2 separate regions of the Lactuca sativa genome follow, and region 1 is linked to region 2. Evidence: chromatin contacts called from public Hi-C data. All regions are on one chromosome and are shown on one strand. The core of a region is the stretch at or near the end of the contact, and the rest is flanking DNA. Distances in the headings are between cores, read along the strand shown.

Region 1 (5,989 bases), core at 1,670-4,169, 170 kb before region 2:
ATCAAATTTATTAGCAATAAATTAAAAATAATAAGTTTACATCAGAGGGTGTTATGATAATATAGATTTAAAAGTGGTTTTAACAACCGTTTTTTTTTTTCACGTCGTTAACCATTTTTTAATTTACGTTTTCATAATAAAAAAGTCAAAAACATGCTTTGCAAATATGAAACAATTTCTCATATATCAACGATTATCATCATCTAGTTCATAATTTGGATGAATTATTGTCCAAAATATAAGGTTGAGGTGACACAATCTCATAGGTTTTACTTGTTTTCACGTTTTCGTATATTATTTATATTTTCTCATGAGCCCTTATATATATATATATATATATATATATATATATATATATATATATATATATATATATATATATATATATATATATATATAAGTTCAATTGAGAAAATAAAAAAGGTTGAGAATGAGAGAATCGTTCTCAGCCACTCATTTATTTTTGCCGCAAAAGCCTTTGTTGTACCGTAGAAATAAGGAATACACATGTGTTTCCAACAAAACATGTTTCCTTAAACTATATTAATCACTACCTTAATATATACAAAAACATAGTTTTTTTAATTTTTAAGAAACTATTTATATCGAAAAATGATTTTAAATATACCAAAATTCATTATTTTTTATTCTCTACAAATAGACATCCATAATGATATATTTTTAAGATACAATAAAAAACTTATTTATTTTTTTTTATATTTTCAGCTATCGTTATTCATAAATGAATAAAAATGCATCAGATTTTTTCTACAGTACATTCGTTATTCACTTATGAATAAAAATATATAATTAATTTTTTTTTACAGTTTAAGTATCATTTATACTACTTATTCATATATGAATAACAAATTAACTGTAACAAAAATCAGATAAATGTTTTATTCATATATGAATATAAAATATGACAACAACTAATACACGTTTTATTCATATATAAATATAATATATGATGAAAGATGATGTAAAAAATATATTTTAAGTAAAAGAATTTTATTGCGTGTCATATTCATATATGAACGATACTTAAACTATAAAAAAAGTTAGACATACGTTTTATTCATAAGTAAATAACGAATATACTGTAATAAAAATCTGATAGATTTTTTTATTCACTTATGAATAACGAAAGCTGAAACTCAAAATTTTTTATTTTATTTTATCTTAAAAGTATATCAATATATAAAAAATAAAAAATTATGAATTTTGATATATTTAAAATAATTTTTCGATAATAATGACTTTCTAAAAATAAAAAAAACGAAAAAAAAAATATATTTTTATGTATATTAAGGTAATGATTAACATAGTTTAAGGAAACATATTTGGTTGGAAAACACATGGTTATCCATTATCCATTTCCGACGGTACGCCTTAGTGTTTTGCGGCAAAATAAATGTGTGGCTGAGAAGGATTCCTCCATTCTCAACCTTTTTTTTTCTCAATTGAACCCTCCTATATATATATATATATATATATATATATATATATATATATATATATATATATATATATATATATATATATATATATATATATATATATATCACTTGAGATTAGTATTTGTGTTCTTATACTAAAAGTATTTTGTATTGTAAATTTCGTTTCCTCCATCACAGTAATATATATATATATATATATATATATATATATATATATATATATATATATATATATATATATATATATATATATATATATATATATATATATATATATAAAGTAATTTTGCTTTAATCAAATATACTAATATGCCTTTTGTATAAGACTTGATTGGAGTGACAAATAATCTTTAGTATGGTTGAGGTGACCACAAATTTGGTAGTTCCTTGCCTACCACTCCAATTAAATTAAACATGAATAATGCTTTAACTTTTTACTAATCCTTTTTATTGAAAAACAGTAATGTTTTATAAGATTAAATACAAAAAATAATAACTTAATTTATATTAATTCTATATCTAATGTATCTTTAACACAAATAATTGCATACTCGTATTTTCGTATATTTTTCTTCAATACAGACCATTAATTCTATATTAACTTCCAAATATTGATATAAGTCAACAACACAAATACTAAAAATTAACATAAAAGTATATTATTGTTTTGCATTAAATAAATAATCATCATGTCACCATAACAATGACTCTAAGATAGCATGTTCTAATCTTAAGGGGATTCAATAAGAGATAACCATGCAACCTGTTTTGGTGTCTTAGCATTTTGACATAGCCTTTCCCGGTTTCCCCATATTCCCAATAAATCGGGAAAGAAACCCATTTGCATGAAATAAATTACATTATTGCTATATACATTAATATTTTAAATAAAATATTATTTTGCATGAAATATATATACATTATTGCTATGCTATAATGCTATTTATATTTATATGTTACTCGCATAAGTTCTAAATAGCATAGTATTTTGCCAAGTTAATATATAATTCAATGAAATATAATAACATTAAAACTTCTATTGAATTGATTCCCATTCTTGTGATTACGTGCTATGAGGAGACAAGTGTTCTTGGCGTCATCATGTTGTGTCCATGGCATGCATATGAATAGCATCCCCACCCTTGTGCGAAAGTGAAATTACCTAGTTGCCCTCTATTAAGTACCCTCCACAATATAGCATTTCTAGTGAAAATAAATGATGTTTAATGGCACAAAGTGATTTCGAACTTTAAACTGTAAACAAGAAATATACTTTTTTGAAATTTTTAATAGTGGTTTTAAAACTTTATAGAATTTAGATTTAAAACAAAAGGAATAACGTTCAGGGTAATTTGGTCATTTTATTAATCATAAAGATAGTCTCATAATTACCAATTTAGCATATTGCATCCCTAATAACACGCTCCCTTGACATTACTTTGAGAACAAAATTTCAAATTATCACACATAATTATGCAAACCAAACGAACCCAACCAGGAGGCGCCTTGTTCAAGCAAACACAAAGAAACCCTCTCTATGAATTCATTGTATATAACAAAAACCCAAACATCGGTTAAAGCTCCAACAGCCAAGAAGAAGCTGACAAGATCAACCAAACCCAGATAACCTGTTGTTTAATTTGCAGTATTGATTCTTAGTCGGAGGTTGGTTTTCCAAAAAAAATGGATATTACATTGCAAGGATTCGGCATGGTAGTGAATAATTCTGCGTATGATGATGATTCACCTTGTATTGTTGTTGATTGTGGGAGGAAATCAGAGGAGGAAGGTGGGAAGAAAGATATAAGGGGTTGTTTGGATACATGTGAAGAAGAAGAAGAGTTTGGTGGAAATACTAGCTCAAGCTCTGATTTCACGACGTTATTTGAAACTTCTTTAAATGAACAGCATATCACTAGCTTTGAAGACTCATCTTCTCCTTCTTCCAAGGATGTAAACATCTTGAATCATGAGGTCGAAGCCCCACATTGTACCGATTCTGATAGTTCTGTGCAACCCCTTTTGGGTCAAAGAAATTTAGGGAAACAAGGGCCAACACCACTCTCAGGTACTGTTTTTACCAATTTGTTTGTTCTAATTTCTGATTCAGAACCAAAAAATTATGCCAAATGATCACGGTGTTTCTCCTTTCGGTTCATAACTTAGTGTTTTATCTTTCAGTTTGATGATTCTTATGTTTATCTTTGACATGGGGTTTCAGTTAGTTGTTTGGTTGTGATTATATTTAGGGTCAAATAATTAGCAATTGGTGATTTTCTCCTAGTTTGATCTGTAATCGTTCATCTTTGATTTGGGGTTTTTGATAGAGATTGAAATGATGAAAGAAAGATTCTCGAAATTGTTACTTGGAGAAGACATGTCTGGTTGTGGGAATGGTGTTTGTACAGCTTTGGCCATCTCGAACGCAATTACAAATCTTTGTGGTAAAACCAATATCGAATTCAGCCGTATATTATTACAACACCTTCGATATCCATTGATTTCTCTATGTTTTTCTTGAAATTTCAGCCACACTTTTTGGACAAATATGGAGGCTTGAACCTCTACGCGCTGAGAAAAAAACAATGTGGCGAAGAGAAATTGAATGGCTTCTTTGTGTTAGTGATTACATCGTTGAGTTGATCCCATCTTGGCAAACTTATCCAGATGGAAGCAAGCTTGAGGTGAAATAAAAATATTTTTATTATTTTTAATAATCTTTTAAAAGTTCTAATGTTTCGATATTGATTGTTAGGTCATGACTAGCAGACCCAGGTCCGATCTTTATGTTAACCTTCCAGCTCTTCGTAAATTAGACAACATGCTTCTCGTGAGATTTTCAACTCTTTTTTCTTTGTAATTCTTTTTTTTTTTTTTTTTAAATATGAAGTTGAAATGAAATGAATTTTGATTGTTACAGGAGATATTGGACAGTTTTGAAAAAATGGAGTTCTGGTATGTTGACCAAGGCATTCAAGCTCTTGAAACAGATGGTTCCTCGTCTTTGTGTAAAGTGGTCCCACGCCAAAAAGAAAAATGGTGGCTCCCGGTCCCACGGGTCCCTACTGGCGGTCTCTGTGAGACCGCCAGAAAAAATCTGCAAAGCAAACGCGATTCCACAAATCAGATACTAAAAGCCGCAATGGCTATCAATAGTATCACTTTAGCAGATATCGATGTTCCCGAATCATATTTGGAATCACTTCCCAAGGTATATATATATCAGATAATCAGATATTTGATTAATAGTCAGACAAACAGTCTTTTAAACATCTTGAAAATGAAATTTATTATTTTTGTTTGCAGAATGCGAAGGGTAGTTTAGGCGATATTATTTATCGATATATTTCATCGGAACAATTTTCACCCGAGTGTTTGTTGGAGTGTCTTGATTTATCATCGGAGCATCAAGCTCTTGAGACAGCGAACCGTGTGGAGGCTTCCATTTACATATGGAGACGAAAAAACAACAACACGAAACCTTTAAACAACATTGTGAGTAGGTCCTTTTCAAGGTCATCATGGGACAAAGTTAAGGATTTGGTTGCTGATGCGGATAAAAGGGAAACATTAGCGGATAGAGCTGAAAACCTCTTGCTTTGTTTAAAACAAAGGTTCCCTGCCCTTCCTCAAACCACTTTGGACATGAGTAAAATCCAATATAACAAGGTATATATTTATATCTTCAAGTTAAACACAAATGGCCTTTTTTTTAACATTTAAATTGTTTGTGTACAATATCAGCTAGACACAGTCTCATCCATCTGTCTCTTTCTATGTTAAAAAGGTTGCTTTAGATATCTAACTAGCACAAATGTTGTAAATTTTTATATAAGTAGTTTCATATTGTTATTAAATTTATAGTTTCGTGTATGTATTTTAGGATGTTGGAAAATCCATCTTGGAGAGCTACTCAAGAGTGTTGGAGAGCCTAGCATTCAATATAACAGCTCGAATTGATGATTTACTTTACGTGGATGACTTGGCAAGACATTCGGATAAATTCTCATCAATTTCTAACCGTGAAATCGTTTCCAAAACAATCATTGGAAAACCATACACACTTCACACAGTTACCACTCCTTATAGAACCACTTTCACCACACCGAGTCTTTCACCTTCACATATAAATAGTCCAAAGAAAATTATGACCGATTATTTGACCATTGACCAAAAAGGTAAGCACTATGCGGGTCACGTTGCAAGGTCAAACTCATTTTCGGGTAGGACTCGAGGAGCGTTACAGAAGATGGGACTTTCGGGGTCTAATGGCTCGGTTGGGTTGAGTTGAGTTGACTCGGATGGGTTTGGATGAGTTTGATGTTTGTAGATGGGTGAATCAGAGTCTATATATGGATATGTTTAAGCTTTAAAGTGTAGGTAGGTGATGGCATTTGTACATCTCGGTTTTGTCCTATTGAGTAACGAGTCTTGGTTCAGTTGACTCGGGCCTTTGGAAGGACTGTGTAGTAGTGAAGTTGTGTAAATAAATGCCAATTTTTGTTTTCCACAAATAAGATAATTTTCTG
Region 2 (6,375 bases), core at 1,747-4,246:
ATTTACACAAGAATCATGATCGAAACATTTAAGATGTCAAACAAGCATAACCACCAATAACATTCCGAACGTCAAGCAAATATTTACAGCATAAAGTTTTAGATCACAAACCCCTTCAGTGTCACCTTTAACAGACAACATTATTCTATGTAAAAAGAAAAAAAGACATGGCGTTATTATATATAAAATAAGAAAACGAAAAACACAAAATAGCCTTTCTCTTCTCGTGCTATCTTTTTCTTTGAGTTTCAAAATATCCTGCAAGCAAGAAGAATATAGAACGAATGAATTATTGATGTCTAATGACTTACTAGTTTGAAATTAAGGTTTAGAAAGTCAACATGTAACTCCATTTTATATCATATGCTCAAATTAAATAAAAGTAACGACTATTTAGGACCATTAAAGGACAAACTTTACCTAGTAACGCCAATTTCATTTTCCATAAAGGTAGTCGTGCAAACTAGCTAGTAATAAAGTGATCCTGAATTATTCACAAAAACAATAATATAAGTTATCAGTATACATTCAGACGCTTTTTATAAAACACAAATGCTTTAAAAAGTTATTAAGCAATTGAAAGGTTTTAGCTTACCCTGCCACCAGTTACCTCTTGAGGCACGTCCATCATCTTCTCCTTCTTGGTTGTACTGCTGCGAATAACAAACATTTTGAAAATTTGTCACAACAAAAAACATAACTTTCTAATTAAAATTACAAATCTGTCCACAGTTGTGTTCATAATACATTCTAAATCCTTCTTTAGAACCCAATAAAAAAGGTATGATTATATATGGTCACTTACTGTTGAATGTCCCGAGGTGTTTTTGGTACTTGTAGGATTGGTGTAGATATCTTGTCCACCATAGTATATGGAGGAGCTAAGATGACATGGTTGCGATCTTTGTTGCTCATAAAATGGGCTCGTATCTGTTTTTGGATTCAGACTTTTGTCTTCTTTGTCCAAAGAGTCTGAATTGAGCGAATTATAACAATTTGAGACTTTTTTAAATGCACAAAGAGTAGCTAATGAAGTGAGAAGATGATGTTTTATTTTATTTATTTTGTAAAAATGTGTAGCGTCATTAGTGAAGGATTTGTAATATTCATGTAAAAGTAAGAACCCTAAAGCAATGACAAACTATCCAAAAGATGTTTGGCCAATTTTGTTTAAAAGTTTATCTGTAATCGGTCTAATTTGCAAAAGTATAGATAAATATTAGCTAAAAATGAATAAATCATTTAAAATGTTTTTATGTGTTTTCAACCTCTTAAATTATTATAAATCTTAAAAGAATCTGTTATTCAAAGATAATATATATTAGTTAATATTTCAAAATAAAGATAATGTTAATTAACAACGCTAGAAAATGTACACAATTGTTTTGACACCCAATTTTGATCCATCTACCTGTGTAGTTTAAAAATTGGTTCGTTTTGAACTTTTAAAACCAAAATGCATACTTTTTAATTCCATGTGTTATATGGTTTCTTAAAGAACATTTTACAATTACTTAACTCTATACATGCTACAGATGAAGAAAAATGGTTACATATCACATGAATTCACATGTCCTCAAATACTAGCTTGATATATAATCCAAGATACTATTATATTTATGTTCGAACCTTGTTTGATTGCAAAATCATATTTCTTCTCGGTTCCTTGAGCCTGAAAAGAAAATAACAATAACAATAACAAATTGTAACAAAAAATATATTTCGTTATAGAAAAACAAATTGTATTTATATAAAATTTTAGAGAAAAAATTCCTTTAAAGTTTGAATTGTTTGAATAAAAACAAAAAGATAATTTTGTTTTAACTTAAACATGTAATTATTTAATTGCCCTTTTTGTTTTAACATATAACTATTCATCTAAGTTCTATTTCAACAATTTAAAAAACTAGAGAACTAAAAAGTAATAAATTGAGAAACTTATTCTTGAAATGTATCTACCAATTAAAAAACCATATTTCATTTGTAAAATGGAAAAGTGAAGTTACCTACAAAGCCAAGTAGCTTTTTGGACCTGGGTCCATGTTTTCCACAGAAATTGTCAATGGAATGCGCTGTTCGTTTGAAAAATATTTAAAATTACCAACTTCTTAAAAGATATACTATTTTTCTAATATTTTAAGAAAAATAATATCTTTTTCTTAGTATCAATAATTAAAGGTTCACTTTGAACTACTGAAATATATTTAAAAATCTGTCAATGTTTCCATTAAACTATTTTATCAGATAAATGTAATTTTATTTAAGATTAATGTCATAAAAATGCAAGAAATTATTTGTTTTTTCTTATAAATAATTGAATATGTTTTATTACTATAATTAATAATTTAACTAATAACCAACACTTTTTTCAATTTATTTTTAGAAGGTCAAAAGTTTTTGTTCAGTTCTCTCCTACACCAGAAACAACCAAAAATGTCAAAATCCTCAAACATATCTCAATTTAAACAAACAAGCTATCAATGGCTTAAAAAGCTTGTTTTCAGACTTTAAGGTATTTCTTCAAGAAATCAAGCACCTGGTAGACGTTATTTAATTCTCAAGCAGAATTCACGTTTAGTTTACAAAATTAATCTAAATTGCTTTTCAGATTCAAATAATTCGGCATAATTAATCACCAACTCTTCCGATCAAATCATTAAACAGTAACTGGATAATACCAAATCTTCATACCATTCATCCTAACAATAACATAAAGCAAAAGTAATCAAGTAACACAACAATCGTAGAACAAAACATTCGAACATACCTTTGAAGGCGGAGGGAAAATGGAATGGAAGAGACCAGTAGAAGATGAAGCAGATGACTCCTTTGATCCGAAAAGCTCAGTAGTGAAGGAAGACGAAGAACTGTGTTGTTTTTTTCCTTCCATTACCAAAAACAAAAGCAAAAAAAAAAAGGAAAATTTGAAGCAAAAAAAAAAAGCAAGAGAAGAGGAGAAGAACACGTGAAAGGAGGGAGGGGAACTGAAACCGTTAGCCTCCCATGATAATTTATAGACTCTTTGACATACAACTCTTAATTCAAAACGTACAAGTATAACTTTGAATTTTTGAAACACTTTATGTTTATCCTTTTCTACTATTTTATTCGAAATAACAAACCGATGAATTTTATTTTTTTAAAGAAATTGCTAATGTTAATTAGGCCATGTTTGGTATAAGTTAGTTGTTAGTCTATAAAAACTTACCTTTGATAAAAACTAGAAGATAAATAAAATAATATTTAGAAGAATATATTTTTAAGTAAGAATATATTTTGAAATTTAAAAACAAAAGACTTGAAAATTTAGTTTAAGTTGTGTTATAAAAAAATGTAATATAATTTTTTTTGGTTTAACAGACACAAGAATATTGAAAATTCAAAGAATAAGTTAGTTTATCAACTAACTATAACATACCAAATAGAATTATTGCATGGCATAAATATTCATATCATAACTTAAATTGAATAATTCTCTAAGTAAATACTTTGACTTATTTAAATTCTATGTTTGGTGGAAAAACACAGAGGCATGAATTGTAGCTTTTTCAAATTTAACAATTGATATGTTGCATTTGCATTTTGCGGTTTTCTGTTGGAATCATGGTGCAACGTGTCAAAAATCATAGCACTTATCCGTCTCCGAGATTGGCCCACAAGAAGATTAACCAATAATTGACTGCCACGGTTACAACAGTAGATCATAACAAACCCCATGTTCCTTAACTTCCTCACAAGACACAACTCAATTTGGATATTGCCGCTTTAAATCCGAGCCTTATCCGTTCTTTTAATAGTTTTAAATGAAAGACTACGATACTTTTTTTCTTTTATAAATATATTCAATCGTTTGCTAAAATGATGAGAAATAAAAGTGTAATAAAGTTATATTTAAAATATAACTTAAAATCTAGCGGATAAAAATATTATTTATTAAAATTAGTTTATATATTAGTTGGCAATTATTAAATGACATACATAACATACAAAAATTGTTTCCTTAGTATAATAAAATTAATTTATATATTAGTTGGCAAATATTAAATGCCGTACAATAACATACAAAAATTGTTTCCGTAGTATAAGCATTATCTTAAAAACCGGTTGGAACCTGGCGATTGAACTGGTTGGAACATGAACTAGATAAATAATGGTTCAATATTCATATGTTCTATATTTATTTCCAAATCGGAACAAACCTGTTGGTTTTTACAGAAACTCGGTTGGAACTTAGCGATTGAACTGGTTGGAACGTGAACCCGATAAATGAATGGTTCAATATTCATTGGTTTTATATTTATTTCTGAATTGAAACAAACCTACTGGTTTTATAGAAACTCAGTTGAACCGGTTAAGTTAAACTTGTTGAACATGTTAAATTGAATAAAAACACATTAAAAAATAATTTGCATACTAAAGTTTGGTGTTTTTTTTTTATTTCTTTAAATAAAAAACATATGATAAATATTATAAATTTTTTTGATGCGTTTGTATTCATCTAAAACTATATTTTGTATCGGTATATTTTATTTTCTTTTTGATGTACGTGGATTGATGTAAAACGTATGGTTATGTGTCATGTTAATGTATTTGGATTGATCTAACTTGTTTTTATGTGTATTTTTAATGTTTGAACTTGTAGCCATCAATTTCTTGATTTATGTATGTATGTATATGTAGGAAAATAGGAAAATAAATAAAAATTATAGAAACCGGTAGACCCGGAAGTCGAACCGGTCACCATACCGTTTCAACAAAAAATCGGTTGTTAAAATATTTAATATAAGATGTTAGACAAACATAAAAAATTTCCATTCTATTAGTATATATTAACATCAGCAGCAAAATATATTAAAATAATAGTAGATTTTTAAATAACCTAAATTGCGCCCATTAAACTCCAAAACATGAAAGAATAATAAATTTCAAACAATAATGAAGAAAACTATATAAACTCGCTGAGGCATAAGAATAGTTTTTTTCTAAATTATCTTATAAGTTATTTATGAAACTCAAAAGCAAAAATATCTTGTTTGAAACAAATGTTGTTATGATGCTTAGTTATCGGAAATGGAGCATAAGTTGAATGTTGTTATGAACTTATGATGTTCAATTTGATCATTTATAAAAAACGAAATTTTACTGTCACTTAACTATTATAATTTATAATTTAGGTAAATGATTTATAACATTAACCGAATTTCTTCCGCATAAACAGTTTAGTTTTCTAAACGTCTTACCATTGAATTTGTTTATGATTTTCAAAGAATACCGCGGTCAAGATAAATTTTCTGACGAGCATTATGAATTTTCCGATCAATATGAACACACACCCAGAAATATGGGCTCAAACAAACACACACTTATCAACACACATGGAAATCTATTTTTTTTTTTTTTTGTTAAGGGGTTCTTGAAATCTACTTCATGCACCGAACTCATAGACATATGGAAATCTTTTTAGGGTCCTTGAAAACGGTGCACCCATTTTTTAGAAAAAAAAAAAGGAAAAGAGATTTATCAAACACTTGAATCATGTGATTCATGATCGGTGCACCCCATGTTTTGAAAACCGGACCGGACCGGCCGGTTCGACCGGTTCAACCGGGAACCGGTCCCGGATCCGGTTCATATAGGTCAAAAAACCGGTATTTGGTTGAACCGGTGAAAACCGGTAAAAACCGGTCGAACCGGTAAAAACCGGTCCGGTCGAACCGGTAAAACCGGTCAAAACCGAAAATTTTAAAAAATATTTATTTTTTTCATTTTTTGTATTTTTTATATAATTAAATATAATTATAACATCATCCGGTTTTTCCGGTTTTTGAGACCGGTCCGACCGGTTGGACCACTTGAACCATCGAACCAGTAAGACGACCGGTTCGATCTCCGGTCCGGTTTTCAAAACCTTGGGTGCACCCATTTTTTAGACAAAAAAAAAAAAGAAAAAGATTTATCAAACACTTGAATACATGTGATTCATGTGTTTGGAAAGCTTTTGGGTTTGTTTTTTAACACGCATATATATAGGGGATGTTTGCTTATTTGCTTATTATGGTGGGAATAAATATTTTTTTAAGATGTGTTTGGATTAGCTTATTGCGGTGAGAATAAACAATAAGCAATAAGCATTCCCCCTTTGTTTATTAAAATCAATTTATTTAGCTTATTCCTACCGCAATAAGCTGATTTTTAAATACTCTTATCCAAACACTTAAATTTGCTTATTGCTTTAAGATTAAGTAATAAGCAATAACCAGCCTATTTTTTCCCTATCCAAACACCCCCATACTATCTTGTTCTTGTGAAATCCCAAAATCGATTGTGAGTTTGTTCTTGTTCTTGTAAAATCCCATAAACGAAAGCCCTAAAGAA

The links. Hi-C and Micro-C count contacts between places; a contact is called where the count stands out from the background.
Region 1: a contact with region 2 is called in a Hi-C map of leaf, with 6 times the contacts expected there. The contact joins the promoter of LOC111917062 here to the promoter of LOC111917061 in region 2. A contact is called at or near these places in 3 of 4 Hi-C or Micro-C datasets (leaf and seed).

What each region holds. Positions count from the first base shown.
Region 1 is chr8:129,766,383-129,772,371 of Lsat_Salinas_v11, reverse strand. LOC111917062 (rop guanine nucleotide exchange factor 7) reads left to right here and starts at 2,919. Exons shown (of 7, transcript XM_023912719.3): 1 at 2,919-3,528; 2 at 3,788-3,904; 3 at 3,990-4,144; 4 at 4,216-4,290; 5 at 4,381-4,671; 6 at 4,767-5,129; 7 at 5,344-5,989. The coding sequence starts at 3,144. The coding sequence ends at 5,751.
Region 2 is chr8:129,598,960-129,605,334 of Lsat_Salinas_v11, reverse strand. LOC111917061 reads right to left here and starts at 2,996. Exons shown (of 6, transcript XM_023912718.2): 1 at 2,768-2,996; 2 at 1,630-1,672; 3 at 806-972; 4 at 596-650; 5 at 421-484; 6 at 35-258. The coding sequence starts at 2,890. The coding sequence ends at 468.